Regions from separate parts of the Triticum aestivum genome. Here region 2 is linked to region 1. Evidence: chromatin contacts called from public HiCAR-type data. All regions are on one chromosome and are shown on one strand. The core of a region is the stretch at or near the end of the contact, and the rest is flanking DNA. Distances in the headings are between cores, read along the strand shown. Region 1 holds the start of LOC123135007. Region 2 holds the start of LOC123139697 (cytochrome c1 2, heme protein, mitochondrial).

Region 1 (5,734 bases), core at 1,870-4,369:
GAAAACTTCCCCATATTCTAAACATGGCGTACATGAGGGATTTATTATCGATACTAGTCAATTCACCACAAAGATACATGTGAAATCTTCAAGAGAAACTGGTAAGCTTCACCGTAGTGTGACTCCAAACTCTGGACGCCAATGGGGCAATCAAGTCATCTGGATAGTCCCAATGTACGACTGGGAAAATTGCAGCCACAAGGCCCTTGGTGGCGCCATCTTCTTCGTCAACTCTTGGCACATGGAGACACCGCCGGTGAGCATCCTAGGCATCGTCATCGCGATCTTGCCCCCTGTGGTGTACAGAGCCGCCCCTTCATGGATCTAGAAGGAAAAGGAACAATGAAGCATGTATAAAATACTAGTGGTTCATGCGACCAGAAATGCTACTATTTCTAAGTGAACGCTAAGAACTGTTCGATCGAAGAAAACACTGAAATTTGAGCATGCTTGCAAAACGAACTAGCTTAGTTGATCAGATATTTGTACTAGTGAAACCTGACCACCTGGATTCAAGTCCTAAACTTAACATGTGTGCTCGCACTTTATTTATTTATTTCAAAAGTTAAGGTTTTATTCTTTCAGTAATGAATCAAGCGTGTACATGTGTTTCATAAAAAAAAAGTGTCTTACTTTTGTGGTGAGGGCTGTGAGGTCCGGCGTGTATGAGCCACCGGATGGGGATCTCGCAGCGATCACAGCTTCCTCTTCGACCACGATCTCGGCCATCTGAGCTCCCACCTCGCCCTGCGCCGCCGCCCGGAGGCCGGCATAGGGTAGCATGACGTGGCACCCCGCGCAGACCTGCATGAACACCTTCTGCCCGCGTTGTGCCCTGCTCCATCCATGGAAGGGTCAAGTCAAAACCCACAAATAAATTCTCAGATGGAAAAGGAAAAACCATGTGATCTACAGTGCTGGCAGAAACGAAGCGTCATGTTTGTTTGCTGTGTGCTCAGTGCTCACCCGTCCTGCGGCGCCCATGAGTAGGCCGCCGGGCAGGCCGCCGCCGGTGAAGCCATTGCCGTGGTTGGTGCCGGAGCTAGTGCCACTACTATAGTTTTGGTTCCGCTGCTGGTTGTGATTTGCGTGTACGAGTAGGTTTTGTGTGGGTCTGCTGGAGCTCGAGCTGTATATATGCTGAGCTCGTGCTGCTTTATAAACTGTTATCTGCAGGCTCGATCCGATCCATCTAGATCTGCAGGGTTCATATACTAATCAGCGTGCAAGTCGCGTGCATGCATATATTAACATCTGTCAGAACTCAGAAGAGTGGCGATGCATGCATTGGATGTGCTCGGTATGAGAGGAGTATATAAAATCCATCTAGGTCGTCGGTTGGGGAGTGGTTGTCTGTCTTGGAGGATGCATACATGCATGCCACTTGCTACACGTAGTAGTCAAGACAAAAGATTAAGATCCAGTCACCCGATCAGGATGCATCCTTGCGCCCCTACCAAAAGGTCAAAACATCTTTTTGCGTGCGTGCATGTGCTTCGGTCCACTGTGAAAACCAGCTGTCCAAGTGAGATTTACCACGCGAACCAATCCATGGTTGGATGGTTAGAGAGATAGTAGTATCTCACCCCACCAGGGTTTAAGTCATGATGCTTGCATTATTCTGGATTTATTTCAGGATTTTCGACGATGCGTCCCTACCGAAAGGTCAAAGCATCTTCTTGCGTGCGTGCATGTGCTTCGATCCACTGTGAAAACTAAGTTGTTCGAGTGAGATTTACCATGTTTTGACCTAGTTGTTCAAGGATTTCCGGTGCAGAATGCGTTTTATGCAAATGGGGGACTAGGAGTGTGTTTGGATAGCGCCTGTACTAGCCACGCCAAAGTTGGTTACGCCAAATTATTGGCGGAAAAATTTGCCGCCACGGGCTCGCCAGCGCGTGGGCGAAAAAAATAGACGAGTGGATAGGAAGTTAGTGCAGAATCAGGGAAGAGCAAACAAATTGGTTACAATCCAAAGGAAGGCCCATGCAGTTGGTCAACACCAATATGTTGGTAAGGCAGCTCACGATTGTAGTCCAAGCAGACCCTACATGTAAGGTAGCTCGATTTCAGTCGTGAGCTGCCTTCCGCATCCCCTACTTATTACACTATACTTTTGGAGAGCGCATATATTTCGCATCCCACTTGACTATGAACACTTGTAACTTTAATGGTAATTTTCTTATATGCTAAAATTAATGAGTTAAAAACACTAGACGTTAAAAACATATAGAAATTTGCGAGATGGCATCTTATTTTCACCTTCCAAGAGCACATACCGTCTGAAAAATTACATACAAATCTGACAAGTATACCCTCTTATTTTACTGGCACACAACAACACATTACGATACATTTTAGGAAAAAAAGACATCGACGAAACAACATGCAGCACTCTGAAACAAGACAAGCTTTTGACAAAACCAGAAAACGTAGCACCAATCTCCAAGTAACGATGAGCGGTGGATACATGCACGCTATATAGTCTGCACGGTAGAAGAAACCATCATCTCGCGAACTTTTGTCATCCAGAACACCATCTGCCGCGAGATGCACGGCCGGGCGCGGCGCCCGGCGGCGATCGATCAGAACTGGTAGACGTGCTTGTTCTTGGCCCAGGCGGCCCCGCCCTCCTCCTCCGCCTTGCGCTCCTCCGCCTCCCTGCGCTCGGCCTCCTTGGCCTGCTCCGCGCTGATCAATCCGATCACCTTGTCCGGCCTCTTCTCCCCTGTCGCCTTCTGGTACCTCCAGTCCTGCACACGCGTACAGGAAGCTAGCTAGCCAGTGAGCGTCGCAAACAAACCGTCAGAATCAGTAAGCTAAATCGTGTGCGCGATACGGTGCGTACGAGAACGCCCGCGGTGGCGATGGAGCCCATGTTGACGTACGTCGCCGGCAGGTCCATGTCCACCCCCCTCCCGCCGGCGTGCTCCCGCTGGTCGTGGCCGTGGCCGTGGCTGTGGTTGTGACCGTGGTCGTGGCCATGCTGCTTCTCCTCCCCCTCCTTGTCCTCCTCCTTGTGGCGAGGCAGGTGCAGGGGGCTCCTCTCCTCTGCCATGGCTGGATGCTCTCCTTTTCTTCTCCTGATTAAGAATTGCACGGCGTGTACGACGACTCAAGCGGGTTTTATATATAGTCGTAGAGCTTAGGTGAAGGATATATGTCACCTACTCAAATTTATGAACGATTTAATTATATCGATAGTATGATTGTGTGGCCTACACGTGTGGATATACGTTGCCATCTGAGTGATGAAGGGTTTGTTTTCTGTCGCTCGCCGCAGATATCTGCTACATATCGCCGACGATGGTGACGTCGCGCCCTCTCTAGACTCCAGACCAGCCGAATGGGGAAGTGTTTACCTGGCCGTCGACGAGCCAGCAAAGCGCCGGTGAACTACAGCTACTCAATCATATATTGTATTCTATTCTATGAAGTATACAGCATCAGTGACACTGTCCTGGATTGGGTGTGCACGCCACATTGGCCTGACATTTATGGACCGGGCCGAGGACCCGTCCCCAATTCAAGAAGGAAGTGTTTGTGTGGTCGTCGACGAGCCAGCCAAGCACCTAATGTCATGTATAGGCGATAAATCAGGGGGTCATTCCCAGCTAGAACATGTGCATGTATATGCTCAATAATGGTGTTATATACTCCCTTCATTTGAAAATAAGTGTCTCAAATTTGCATGTATATGCTCAATAATGGTGTTACATACTCCCTTCGTCTCAAAATAAGTATGTCAAATTTGTAATAATAGTTGTATTAAAAGTTAAGACACTTACTTTGGAACATTACACTCATCTATATGTGGTCGCTACTCACTCCGACGGAGGCCAGGGAGCATTTAGTTACCGGATCTATTCGATGGAAGACGGTAGCACGGGCTATCTTCAACCGGTTTGGATGTTGATCATGTAATAGGATAGGTGTTTAGTTTTCTATCTTATGTTTTGTCTGCCGGTTGTGGCTATCCTATTTTTACATTCATTCTCTTTGTGAGCATTTTTTCTTTTTGTTTGAGACCTCAAGACTTATGTTGGACCTTTTGGTTATCAATAATATAGCCGTATGCATCGCTCTGATGCAGAGGCCGGACAAACCCCCTTTCTATAAAAAACTTATTTTGATACGGAGGGATTTCACCGGAGCCAGGAAAGTTGCCACCGGAACTGAAACTTTGGGGTAATAAAACTGTTACTTTTTTGGTTAGGGAATAAAACTGTTACTTTTGCTGTTTTGCAGCCCTTCAAGGTGTAGCTCGTCGATCGTTTATTTACTTATGATGAAATTGCCAACGCCCGCTAAAATGGCAGCAGAAAAAAGCAAAGTTGACATCAAAATCGCCAAACTCTTCTGCTTGCTGTTCAGCAAATGCAACACCTGAAGTTAGTGGGAGATGCCTATGACGCGATTTGTGGTTAATTTTATCTGAACTTTCGACTGTTGGCCACCTGCTTGCTGATGTTTCCGATCCACCAATCGATGGGGTTGCTGAATACTGATTCTCCACCACCTTCGGTTTCCTGCAATATGTTCCAAAAGTAGGAAGTAACCTGAAGCTTTGGGGCCCGAGGTGACAACTTTGGTGAGCTCGATCGTATACATACATCCGGGCAGGGATGGAGAGGCGGTAGTGACAAGTCCGGGACGTCGAGCTGCTTCCTGGGAAAACTGTTTTGGTGCTGCGTGCTTGTGCTGCTTGGCTACAAATTAGGGGCGCGGACACGTCTCGCCTCCTAACCCTAACCCGCCGCCGCCGCCACAACTACTGCCGCCGCCTCGGTCCCCCTCCTCTTTCCCGTCCGGCGGCCTTGTCGGCGGCAAGAGGAGTGGGGACCCGTCCGTCTTGTTTTATTTTTCTTAGGTTTTTGTTTCTTCGGCGGCATCGACGAGGTGGTGGCGATGATGACGTGTTGGAATAAAGTCTTTCCGGTCTATCTCTACCTCGACGATGTCCGATCCGGCGCCGGCGAAGGGCCTGTGAGAGTTTGTGTCCCCAGATCGGTTGGTTCCCTTCAGATCTTGGCAGTTTGTGTGTCTTTCAAGGAGTTGTCTTTCAAGGAGTACTTTTGGCTGGCGTTTGGTGTGGCGACCACGACATCTTCTTCTGTGTTGTTCTGTGGCTTAACCCGATTTCTCCAACCCTCTGATCTCGTGGTGGTGGATTGCAAGCTTGTTCTGCTTGGGGTGATGCTCCAGCCGATGCTGCTTCAACGACTTTTAGATCTCGTCTCAAGGGGCGAGTGGCTATTGCGGTCTTCAAAGCCTTGTATGGCGAGGGCACTTGCAGGTGTTGCTTTTCTTTGCTATTGGTTCAGTGCAATTTTCAATCACCGGCGGGCAGCGTACAATCAGAGGAAGAAGAAGACTAGTATGCTTTTTATTGTAATTTTATTTTTTACTGGTCGTTCTACGTCCAGTTGTCTATCCAGTGTACTGGCCTTTGTTTTCCTCGATGATAATCAGATTTAAGATGCCCTTTGGGTGTCTTTATTCAAAAAAAAAATAGGGGCGCGTACACATGCCAACTAAAAAAAATACTCATGGCCACATATGCATGCATTGAAATTTATAATGCCCAATACACATAAATAGAGTGAATTGCAAAAAACCACCACATTTGGGGCTTCATCTGTGGAAAACCACCAGGTCGGTAATCATTTGCAAAAATCACCGCGTATTCAGTAAACATTTTGTAGTTTGCACTGAACAGGTGATTTAGCCCATT
Region 2 (5,734 bases), core at 878-3,377, 170 kb before region 1:
TTATACCTGATATATCCTTGCTTTTATTACTATTGTAAAGACCGTCTTGACGTAAATTTATATCTTTGCTTTTTATTACTGTTGTAAAGACTGCCTTGACGTAAATTTATGTTGTATATATGTACCACCTGTGCACCAACCTGGAAGATACGTATGCCATCAGTAACCTATTTTAGCTTCAGACGTATTTCAAAGACATCCATGAAATGGTGCAATGCCCGGTCCACAGTAAAGTTTTTTTTTTTTTTTGTGTGTGTGTGTGCGAGTTCCAGAGTTCTAATTATTCACTTTACGCTTGGTGCAGACACATGGAGGCTAGTGAAGGGCTAAGAACTCAGATTGGCTTGCAGAAGCAACTTCATGCACAGCTTGAGGTATGCATATTTTCACTCCTTGGACCTGGCAAGAAAAGGCGTGCGAACTCCCCATCTATTTTAGTAACGTGGGTTCTCTGTTCTTTTATTTTTCCCTCTCCACAGCTCCAAAGAAAGATGCAGCTGCAGGTAGAAGAACACAGCAAGTACCTGGAGATGGTGATCGCGAGGCAGGGCGAGAGCCTAAAGCAGCTCGGCGCGCTACCAAGGTTCCAGCATTCGAACGTGCAGGCTGTGGATCACAAGGAAGCATACAGAGAACAAACAGCAGACACTGATTCGGCCGAAATGAGCCATCGGGAGAAGGAATGACCGCTTCTGATCATTGCCTCGGGATCGCAAACAAACGGAGCTGATTAGATCGAGACAAGAGTAGCTCAGAAAATGAGGATCATAGCCTAATCTAATTTTTGTCTCGGGTGATCTTTTTCAGGCACTGTAATTATTGTTGGCTGACTTTGCTACATAGATGTTTGATTTGGAACGCCGAACATTTCTTTCTTGATACCAAACAATGGTCAAATTTTAGTTTATGTATGTTTCGTCGACGGCAGTGCCGCCATACATGGCTGACCTGTTTTTCACCTTTGATCTGATGGTGCTCACTGGTTAGGAGGCTTTGTTGTGTTTACCTCTCTGCAGCTCCTGACATCTCCCTGTACTGCAAACCTGTCATGAATGATATCGCCATTATTGTCACAGCATATAGGCTGCTGCTCACGGCCTGTCTGGAACGCATGAGTTGAATTTAACTTGGAACGGCTGCACAGGAGTGCTTTATTTCGATGCTACTTGATCCAGCACAAGGTGCAATGTGATGTGATTTATACATATGTTACAGACATACATCTTGGACACAGAGATGAGGCAAGCTTGGGCATAGCAGGTCGTGTCACTGAAGATGGGTCCATCCCATCAAGCTGCCTGGAAAGCCTGGGCAAACTGCAGCCAGACGGGGCTCTTCTTGAGCTCCTGGCACGCCGCGGCGCCGCCGGCGAGCATCGCCCTAACGGGCGTCGCCGCCGTCCCGGCGGAGTACAGGTTGCACCGCAGCCCGCCCTGGATCTGTTCAGAAGAACGTACAGTGTGAAACACATACTGTACTAGTCATTGTAGATGCCAGAATGGTGATGCAGCAGCAGCGAGATAGTGCGCTTACTCTTGTGGCGACGGTGGCGAGGTCCGGCGTCTGCGCGGCGGCGGCGCCATGGAGCGGCGTCGTCGTCATCCCGGCCGGCCGCGCCTCCTCGGCGACGAGGATCTCGGCCGTCCTGGCCACCGCGTCCTGGCCCGGCACCGCGGCTCCCCGGAGGCCGGCGTAGGGGAGCGCGGAGTGGCACGCCGCGCAGTCGCTCTGCATGAACACCTTGGCCCCGCGCTGCGCCCTGCGAGTCCATCACAACCAGCCAGCAATCAGCCCCCCACGAGATGTTCAGAAGAAGAGCTCAGTGAGCGTTGGTGGCGTGCTTACGCGTCGCTCGGCCACGGGTAGACCGGGCACGCTACCCCCGTCGGCGCGGCCGCCATTGGAACGTTCGCCTGACCTGAGCTCCGGCGCAAGTGCGTCTGTGCGTGTGGCCGCCGGCGTGGTTGGAGGTGGATAGCGTGTCTGCGAGCGGGCGCTGCTGCGGCGGCTCACTCTGCAGATAAGTGTGGTGTGGTGTGGTGTGGTGAGTGGGTCGTCGGGACGGTGGGAGTGTGGCGGAGCGCGCTGGGTTCTGGATTGGGGCGACGTGTACGCACACTGCTCGCTACGCTACGCCATGGGGAAGGCGCCTTTCTGCTACGGGAAAAAGCCGTTTTCTTCTTCTCAATGCGGGTTGCAAGAGCATTGCCGAGCATATAGTACCGAAAACTTCTCTTCTGTGGAAGAATTAAAGCCATCACGTTGGTGTGCACGACTTTGTACCTGGTAGATACCCAATCCGTCCCAAAATAAGTGTCTCATTACTACTTGATTTGTTAAAACGTTACATGTCCCATCTTCAACATAAACAGGGTAAAGTCCATGGCACGGAAGAAGTAGGTTGGAAATCAATATGTCGTGAAAAGTCCCCACGTAGGGTTGTGCAAATCACATCCGAACCAGACTCGGCGGTGCCATATTTGCCTTAAAATCTAGGCTCACGACGGTGCCATTAATTAGAAAACAAACTATCATTATCGCCGTTCCAACTAGGTACAGAGGTCTTTCTTGGATCCAAAATAAAACAGCGAGCCAACATAAATTATAGAGTAAATTCTGGTTTTTACCCTCTATTCTGACATTTTTGACACTAATTACCCTATTTAGCGAGATTTTGTCCGTTTTACCCCATTTAGCAAAAGTTCTGCCAGAATTTACCCTGTTTAGCGAGATTTTGTGTTCTGGCCGACAAGTTTCAATTGTCTGGTCCAGCTGGCATGCCACATCAATGGTTTTTTATTGCCTATTTTTCTCCCTGCCGAACCAGTCCTCGTAGCTTCTACCGACCAGGACAGCCTGATGGTGATCACTCGCATCGCGTCCAACGCACAACGTGCGAGTCGGCCGAGCGGCGAGCGCCATGCTCGCCTCTACTCGGTTCTCGCTTGCGTTGCTCGCCCCCAATCGTTGCTCAGGATTGTCAAGCAGTGGCGACGATGACGGCGACGGTGGCGGGTGCTGAGGTCCTGGCCATGCGCTTTCATACCTCCTCGGGCCGGGCTGTATGGCCACAACATCATGGCAAGAAATGACCTCGTGGAATCCGATGGTCCCGTCAAGTTCGCTGACGTCGGCGTAGTCCTCTGAATTTGATATACTTAAAAAACTAATCATGTATGTGACCGCATCAGGTTGTGCTTAGTTCTTCTTCCTACTTTGGCGACATAGCAGGGACCCTATTAGTCTGTGCTCAGTTGATGGCGGTTCTATGGCGACGTCTGGTCCAACAAATCAGCGAGGTTGGTGAACAAACAAGCCCTCTCAGTCATACCCCATTCCACATGATTTTGACCATCTCTATTACAGCAATTTGTGTATTCTAAAATTTTCCTGACTCATGCATTTGCTGGTTAGGCGTTTAATTCGGACAAAATTAAGATGCTTATTAGAAGATCATGTCTATATATATCACCCTTCTGTAATTGAGGTACATTGATTTAAAGTGTTTTTCAACATTTTGAATATTGGAATTCTTTTACTTCTTCAGTTTGATAAACCTTTATCAGAATATATTTTAGAGTAACCTAGATCTCCTTCAGTGGTTGTAAGGCGCATAGATGGAGGATGATTTTTGTGGTTTGTGACAGCTCCTGGAAGTGATGGAGGACAAGATGATGTTAGCATCCTAGATGGAGAGCTTTGCAAGGTGTAGGAGCTAAGAAAGGTGAAGACTGACAAGGTGTATGTGCCACTGCTACTGTTTGGTGTATTCTGAAGCTTCTGCAGTTGTGAACTAGTGAAGCTATCTATATATGTGATGTTATTCAGCTGTACTATAAGGTCCTGGTGCTATCTATAAATGGGAAGCATCATTCAACCTGTTTTCAACATGTGAACCCGGAGCAATCTGTAGTCTATATTAATAAATTTTGATAGTAGTGTATTTCCATGATCTGTTGCAAATAATAGGAGAATGATCTGATTTATAAATAATAGGAGAATACCATCAACTCCAAAAATATCAAACATGGTAACACAATTGGACCAGCGTGTCAGAATGCTTATAAAATATTAAACTGGGTAAACTGTGGCAACACTTTTGCTCAATTGGGTAAAACGGATGAAATCTCGCTAAACGGGGTAATTATTGTCAAAAATGTAAAAATAGGGGGTAAAAACCGGAATTTACTCTAAATTATACCAGGCAAATATGCAATGGCAAATATGTTGTTGTTGCACTTGAATGTGGGACTGCACTGGTAATAGATGATCTTGATTCAAACCCAAAGGATCCTATAGTTGCGAATGCAAATATGCAGTTGTTGCACTCGGAATGTGCACCCCAATTTCGTGTGCACATCTTATTATTAGCCCATAGTAGAAAGAAATGGACCACAATTATCATAGATCGACGACAATCTAGAAAATGTTTGCAATGGCATAACATCTGATTTAAGTGGCAATACACCTAGAAAACGCTATGGTACTAACCATACGCATTTGAAAGCCACTAGAATGTACGATTGTTCTTAAAACGAGTGGTTTTTTAAGCTCGTGTAAAGGTTGCACGCTATTGGGATCTGTGTGAACTAGGTGTGTGTTGTTATGGTCTAAAGTCAAATTGCAAGTGTCACTTTGACTTAGTGTAGTACTTGCAATTTGACTTAGTGTAGTAATTGCAAGTAGGTTGCTAATGTTGGGCTGGTCCCACCGTTGCATGTACTTTCTCTAGCAGTGGTAGAGGGCAACATGCATGTACACATCACTCCATGTGAGGGAGAGAGAAAGGTGACATACAACCTCCTTGCTTACAAAAATAAAATTGCAGACAAAGCACAGTATTCTCCGGTATGAAGCATGAGAAGTGAGGGAGTTCCAAAGCTAGGGTGAGTTAGAGAAAATCAAAATATAGTGTTTGATATTTTTCACACAAAAAATGAAGTATTTGATCTTACTGAACCATAATTATTACTCCCTCCGTCCCGAATTACTTGTCACAGAAATGGATAGAAATGATGCATCTAGAGCTAAACATATGTGTAGATACATCTATTTCCGCGACAAGTTATTCGGGACGGAGGGAGTAGTATATAGAGTAGCATATTGTTTCCTGGTCTTTATTACAGAAAAGAGATTGGCAACGAAAAGAAGTGGGGCATGAATCACTAATTCATGTGCCTCCGCTTCACATTAGCACAACGACGCACAATGCACAAACATGGGCATGGCCACAAGTGTATATAGGAATATGGTCTAAATTACCACATTTGCACAAAGTTAAGCCCTGATAATAGAATAGATGCCCACAAAACGTTTGACATTAGTTGACCTCTGCACAGATCTCGGTGAAACTAGACGGTGGTGATAAGAACTATACCTACATGAGTGCTCATTTGCAACTGTTTACTTATGAAAGTATTGTTCGAGCATGGTCGATTCAATAAATTAGTGTGTCATGAAGAAAATACATACACGAATCTCCTAACTCACTAAGCTCCATAGGGATGGGAACCCTGGGAGTCGATTGAGGGTCACTTTTGGATTGAGTCACTGATTTTGACTAGATCCTTGCTGGGTTTTGTGAAAGCAACGGCCTGAGCGCCTCCAAAGTCCAAAGACTCAAATTGTGTTCCTGTGTCGCTCGAACTCTCTGGAATCGACCCCCTTGTTGTGTAGGAGTACCTCCCATCTCAATCTTTCCAACACTTATTTCCTGCGTCCATATGTCCTGCCG

Evidence for each region. HiCAR-type assays count read pairs that join an accessible place to other places.
Region 2: a HiCAR-type map of leaf shows a contact between it and region 1, with 5 times the contacts expected there. The contact joins the promoter of LOC123139697 here to the promoter of LOC123135007 in region 1. A contact is called at or near these places in 2 of 5 Hi-C or Micro-C datasets (leaf and an unstated tissue) and 1 of 1 datasets of contacts at active chromatin or transcription factors (leaf).

The regions. Positions count from the first base shown.
Region 1 is chr6B:703,303,604-703,309,337 of IWGSC CS RefSeq v2.1, reverse strand. LOC123135007 reads right to left here and starts at 3,119. Exons shown (of 2, transcript XM_044554142.1): 1 at 2,849-3,119; 2 at 2,229-2,753. The coding sequence starts at 3,058. The coding sequence ends at 2,586. It overlaps LOC123135008, which reads right to left and starts at 1,143. Exons shown (of 3, transcript XM_044554143.1): 1 at 967-1,143; 2 at 634-835; 3 at 1-324. The coding sequence starts at 1,022. The coding sequence ends at 151.
Region 2 is chr6B:703,472,893-703,478,626 of IWGSC CS RefSeq v2.1, reverse strand. It overlaps LOC123139697 (cytochrome c1 2, heme protein, mitochondrial), which reads right to left and starts at 2,127. Exons shown (of 3, transcript XM_044559428.1): 1 at 1,846-2,127; 2 at 1,534-1,759; 3 at 1,122-1,439. The coding sequence starts at 1,901. The coding sequence ends at 1,290. It overlaps LOC123135010 (a long non-coding RNA gene), which reads left to right and starts at 2,957. Exons shown (of 4, transcript XR_006465795.1): 1 at 2,957-3,129; 2 at 3,232-3,299; 3 at 3,415-3,487; 4 at 3,648-3,791. It also overlaps a transcript of LOC123139695 not described here.